Linked DNA regions of Triticum aestivum: region 1 is linked to region 2. Evidence: chromatin contacts called from public Hi-C data. All regions are on one chromosome and are shown on one strand. The core of a region is the stretch at or near the end of the contact, and the rest is flanking DNA. Distances in the headings are between cores, read along the strand shown. Region 1 holds the start of LOC123078936. Region 2 holds the start of LOC123078931 (LEAF RUST 10 DISEASE-RESISTANCE LOCUS RECEPTOR-LIKE PROTEIN KINASE-like 2.1).

Evidence for each region. A called contact is a pair of places that touch in the nucleus more often than the background predicts.
Region 1: a contact with region 2 is called in a Hi-C map of leaf, with 3 times the contacts expected there. The contact joins the promoter of LOC123078936 here to the promoter of LOC123078931 in region 2. A contact is called at or near these places in 2 of 5 Hi-C or Micro-C datasets (leaf and an unstated tissue).

Annotation. Positions count from the first base shown.
Region 1 is chr3D:365,123,026-365,125,907 of IWGSC CS RefSeq v2.1, forward strand. It overlaps LOC123078936, which reads left to right and starts at 1,587. Exons shown (of 3, transcript XM_044501586.1): 1 at 1,587-2,031; 2 at 2,432-2,654; 3 at 2,857-2,882. The coding sequence starts at 1,803.
Region 2 is chr3D:364,927,950-364,930,689 of IWGSC CS RefSeq v2.1, forward strand. LOC123078931 (LEAF RUST 10 DISEASE-RESISTANCE LOCUS RECEPTOR-LIKE PROTEIN KINASE-like 2.1) reads right to left here and starts at 1,303. Exons shown (of 3, transcript XM_044501583.1): 1 at 492-1,303. The coding sequence starts at 1,251.

The DNA.
Region 1 (2,882 bases), core at 337-2,836, 200 kb after region 2:
CTTTAGAACTAGAGAGAGGGAAAGACAGAGTTGCTAGCTCATACTACTTGAGACTGAAGGTCATTTTTCTATATAGTACCACATATGATGGCATGTAGTTCTTGTATATACATATACTTGAGATGTTCTGGATAAAGTTGGAGCCATGAATCTAAGCTTAGCTTTTTTACTACTTTATTCCTTATTCTTTTTAGGGAACAATAATATAGCATGATGTAGTTCTTGTATATACATATACTTGAGATGTTCTGGAGCAGAGTATCCCTGGTCTTAAAACTTCTTGAGCCCTATAAACAGAAATGACAAAGTGATAGCGCTAATAAGGTGAATTCAAAGCTAGATTCATGGGGTGTTTGTTGCTTTTTCATTCTGAGTTGTGTTTCGTTTACATTAAACTTTTCCCATTCCCTTCACCCCTGCCGAGACATTGGTCGATGTGAAGCCCAGAACAAATTCAATTGCACAATTATCCACATAATGAGTGTGGGTTGCAGGGATGTTGCGATTGTCACATGTCCTCCTTGATTTAAGGCGTGCCCTTCACATGTAAGCAATTCTTGTAGGAAACAACAAGAGCTCGCAACTATTCACTGGACTAGGAAGAAATGCATACATAAAAAGGAAGCTATTGCAAGCGCACAGATGAGGATGAGACAGAGAAGTAGCCAAGCATGAGAAAGATCGTCATCATACTTTATCTTCTTGTATTTCAGGTGGCACTTAGGTGTGGGGAAATGGACATGGTGATTGCTAGGAAGGGAGTTGAGTGGGAGCAAGACATAGAACTTTGTGAACGAATTTAAATTCTGAAGGGAAAGGCATTTCGCAATACAGGGCCAGAAAACTTCACTCTAGGTTGTATATAAACAATCTAGCAACTAATATGCACTTGGTTTATATTTTTAGTGGGCGAGCATATATCGACCAAATTATGTTCAGTTCTTATATTATCAGATTTTAGAACGACTTTGTCCATCTTTTAGTTTTCATCTTCCCAACTCAGTATTCTTTTGCTTCACTCCCTTTGATGAGTGAGTTACCACAATAAATTCAGGTTTGGAAAATACATGAACCTTTCGTTTGAATGGCCTGGTTAATCGAAAATATGAACTTTCACATAAACAAACAACAACACATGAGCATTAGCAATCCGTACAAAAAGAAAATGACACACATCGTAAACGCTAACATATCATGTCATATTGGAGTTTTCTAGAGTGAAGTAGAGTGACGACACTAAAGCTAGAGCAAAGGATTGGTTTGAGATAAAACAGGGTGAAGAAGAAGTAACATTTGTCTTGTTGGTAGGGTATGGTGTCCCGTGGCAACGCCCGGGCAGTCAACTAGTATACGCTAATGCCCGGCTGGCCGCAGTTGATTATTCATTAGCCCATATCTTTCCCTATATATATATTATATATTATATATTTTAAACCAGGTATTGCTTCTGGCCGTACGTCGTCGTTCTTTTTGCATAAAAGTCCCCCTATTGTTAAGAATTCAACCCGCAGTCCTTTCTTAAGTGAGAAAAACGTTTCGTTCAGAAATTTTACAAATAAAACCCTGTGGTTTCAGGGATTCAACCCGCAGTCCTCGGTCAATGAATACAAATCGGTTTCTGGGCTGTAGATCGTGCGGCGGCGCTCCCGATCCCCGATCCGATCGGGAGCAGGACGACGGCGGCAGAGCTCCGGGAGGCGGGGAACGACGGGGAAGTGGCGGAGGTCGGGATCTATCCCGGCGGTTCATAGTGGAGGCCGGCCGCGGCGGCGCTCCTGATCCCCGATCCGATCGGTAGCAGGATGACGACGGCAGAGTTCCGGGAGGCGGGGAAGTGGCGGAGGTGGGGATGCATCCCGGTCGTTCGTAGTGGAGGCCAGCGGCAGCGGCGCCCCATGGCATGGCGACTCGGTCTTCTGGGAAGAAGATACGAGGGAGGGAGACGAGGTGAGATGGAGAGAAGAGAAGGGAGAATAGGGACTACGCGGCTACTTGCTGCTGGTCCGACGGCGGCTCCAGTCATCGGATCAGGTTTTGTCCGGATTCCTCTCCTCCCCGCAAAAAAAGTATGCCATGTCGTTGTTAATTGCTAGAGACGCTCTTCATAAGTTCAGCCTGTGGCCAACAGCAACCTCCAGGTCACCTGAGAATTCAGTGGCATAGGCATGCTCTCGCCTGATTAATTTTGTTGAAGATTTTTCTTTGGCGTGTGGGCAGCACCCATCAGTGTTAGAGTACATGTTCAATATACATAACAGCTTCTCTGGTGACTTACTCATCTAATGGTTAGATACAATTTTAGCAACAGTGAATAGACGCATGATACGTTTGTCTGCTTCTGAATGTTCATAATGTGTAAACGATTCAATTTTTAAATGATTTTGTTTTAGAAGTTGAATCTGCACATCGACTATATGCTCCAACACTGCAGGCCAACTCTTGATGGATTTCCAATGTGTTGCTGGCCTCCCAATTTTTTCCGTCGTGCAGCCGCTCCCCGTCTCCCTGGATTGTCCCAAGCTGGTCCGGCCGTGTGCTGCCCTGACAGCCGAGCGTGTGCTATCCACGGAACACGGCTCCTCCACCCAGGACCTCCTCCGCAACGCCGGCGAGGACACTACTTCGTCCGAACCGATCATCACGACCACGCGCAGGTACACACACATGTGCTCCCCTGCCACCCCTGCACTGATTTAAGGCAAAATCCAATTGGGGGGTATTGATAGGCACCAATGTATTCTTGATTGAGTTCCCATTTCTTGAATTACGTTGATCCTTTTGGTAAGATCAAATCGAACAAACTGAACATCACTTGCCCAAACAAGCTGAACGTCATGCTACATTATTGCAAATCAGTTACCAGGACTTTGTGTTCTTTGTAC
Region 2 (2,740 bases), core at 53-2,552:
GGCGGGCGGCCGACCCAAACGGACAAAAAGCGGACGAAACCGCCGTCCGTTTGGGTCGGCCCGTTGGAGTTACTCTAACTTCATGGGGTTCGGGTGAGGGGTTGGCCATCAAAACCTCCGGGGATCAGTTGCAGGTACAGTACTTCCTCTGTCTCATAATGTCTCATAATATAAGACGTTTTTTGACACTACACGAGAGTCAAAAAGCGTACATTATGAGACGGAGGGAGTAATACGTAAAAGGCAAGGCGCTGCACAGAAAGGGCGCTGAACAAAGCTACACGTACACAAACCTGACTGTTTTAGCTCTGAGATCCTGCAGGCGTTTGGTTCTGGCGAATGTGGCCGTGTACCCTCCATAAGTGCATCAATCAGCAGGAAGACTGGTACGTCTCCGTAATAAGTGCCACAAGATGTGTGGCGCAAGTCCACAACAGGGACTCGTTCAAACAAAAGTAATGACAAGTGAGCGATAGAAAAGTCATACGTACCGCTACCGCACTGATCCGTTGTGGGCCCGCCATCGCAGTAGCAGACGAACCCCACCCCGCCGTGCGTCTGATTGTGCCGGTAGCCGCACCACCCGCCGGAGCGCTCGCATGCGCCGCACTGCTCTGAGTGCGGGCTGTAGTTCAGCTCGAACCCGCCCTTCAGCACCTCAACGTACCTTGACGCAGGAGGCGCCTCCATCATGGCCTTCTTATGAGCGTCCAGCACCGGCGCCACCACCGCCGCCTCGCACCCGTACTCGTACGCCTCGCCCGTGTAACCATCATCGCCGGTTGACACGTACGAACTCTTGTTGTAATCTGAACAGCCGGTCAATTCCGCGGCGGAGGGCCATGAGGCGTTCTTGTTGCAGTTGTAGAAGAAGGTGATGTTGGAGTCCGAGTGCGTGAGCTGCAGCGCCGAGCCGGCGTCGATGGTGAAGTTGAAGTGGAGGTGCGGGCAGCTGGTTGCGTTGAGGGCTTCGGCCTCGACGTCGTCGACGAGGAAGACCGAGTGCGTGTCATAGTCGATGCCCGAGACTATGTACCGGTGGTGGGACTGGGCGGGGAGGATCAGGGTGGTGTTGTCCTCGCAGGCAAGGCCGAGGCCGCGGTAGCCGCAGCTGGCGGCCGAGGACGAGTTGAGCCAGAACGGGTAGGCGATGGTCAGGCCGCCGCAGGTGGCGTTGCCGCAGGTGGGTGGGTACCCGTTGGCCGCGGCGAAGAGGAGTAGGACGGCGAGGAGGAGGAGCAGGGGAGGCATCGCGGCGGTGTGGATGAGAGAGGGCGGGTGGGGGTTGGGAGGAGTCGCGCCGACTAAGCTGGCGCGATCGTAGCGCGTGAGAGTCAAGTGAGGGTGTTAGGCTGGGGGCGACAGGTGCGTCGACTGGATGTGGAAATTTCGATCCTCCACGGAGCACGCGGCAGCTCGCGGTTGCACGATCATCCAACCTTGCATCACCCGTTATTCATTGCGGACGACGACGGGGGCGCACCGCGCGCCGGTGATGGGGATGGTTGTGGGCCGGAGTGCATTTTACAGTACAGGGTGATAAAGGCGTGTTGTTAGTTATCACTGTTCGGACACCTTGCTAATTTTAGCTTTACTAGCAAAAGGGCGCTTTATCCTTAGGGTTTGGCCGTCATGTTTGGTTAGGTCAGCCCGGAGATCTTGTATTTGTCCCTGTCAACATTGTGATGCAGTAATAAAGCTTTGTGAGATTCTCAAAAAAGAAGAAGCAAAAGGACGCTGCACTGGGAGAAAAAATAATCATAATTTTCAATAACCATGACCATATTTTGTTGCATCATCGGGGTACACTACCACTCTTAATTTCGTGAAATCATAAACATTTTTTAAATTTGTGACCATTTTACAAATTTTCAAATATTTTCTAAAATAGATAACATTTTTTTAATACATGAATATTTTATACTATTTGCAAATATTTTTTAAAAATTGTGAACATTTTATTAAACAATTTTCTTGAATCGGCGAACATTTTTAGAATCGACGAACAATTATTTGGAAGTTGGTTAAACAACTTTTGAAATTCACGAACATTTATTATTTCAAATTTTTTTTTGAAATGCAAGATCATTTTTGAATCGGCGAACATTTTTGAATTTTTAGCATATTTTTTGAATTGGCAAAATTTTGTTCAATTTCATTAACATTTTCTAATACAAGAACTTTTTAAAAATCATGAACTTTTTTGATTTCCCGAACGTTTGTTTTAAAATTTCAAACATTTTCTAAATAAACAAACATTTTTTACAAAATCACGAATAATTTTTGAATTCACAAACATTTTATGATTTAATATATATTTTATTTAAAAAAATCTATTTTTTTAATTTTTCGAATTTTTTTAAAGTCACAAATTATTTAAAGTTGAAAAAAATAGAAAAGAAAAAATAAAAAGTAAAAAACAAAATTTGAAAAGTAGGCCGCTCATACATGAGTCGGCCCAAACAGGCGCGCTGCGTCTTCTCCCAGCGCGCAGAGCAGAGTATAAGAGGTCCCTATTAAATGGGCCAGCCCAGGCTGGGGAATCACATGTGTGAATTTTTTTATCACTTATAGGTAGTATTGGTGGGTAATATTTTGCAATTTTGGAGACAATTTCCATGACGTACTCCGAGAAGCAATAGTCCCTTTATTATTAAGTATATCCTCTATCCACACTAAGACCAAAATGGGTTTTTTGATTGGGTTAGGAATTCCCTCTTTTTTAATCCTTTTCTACTTT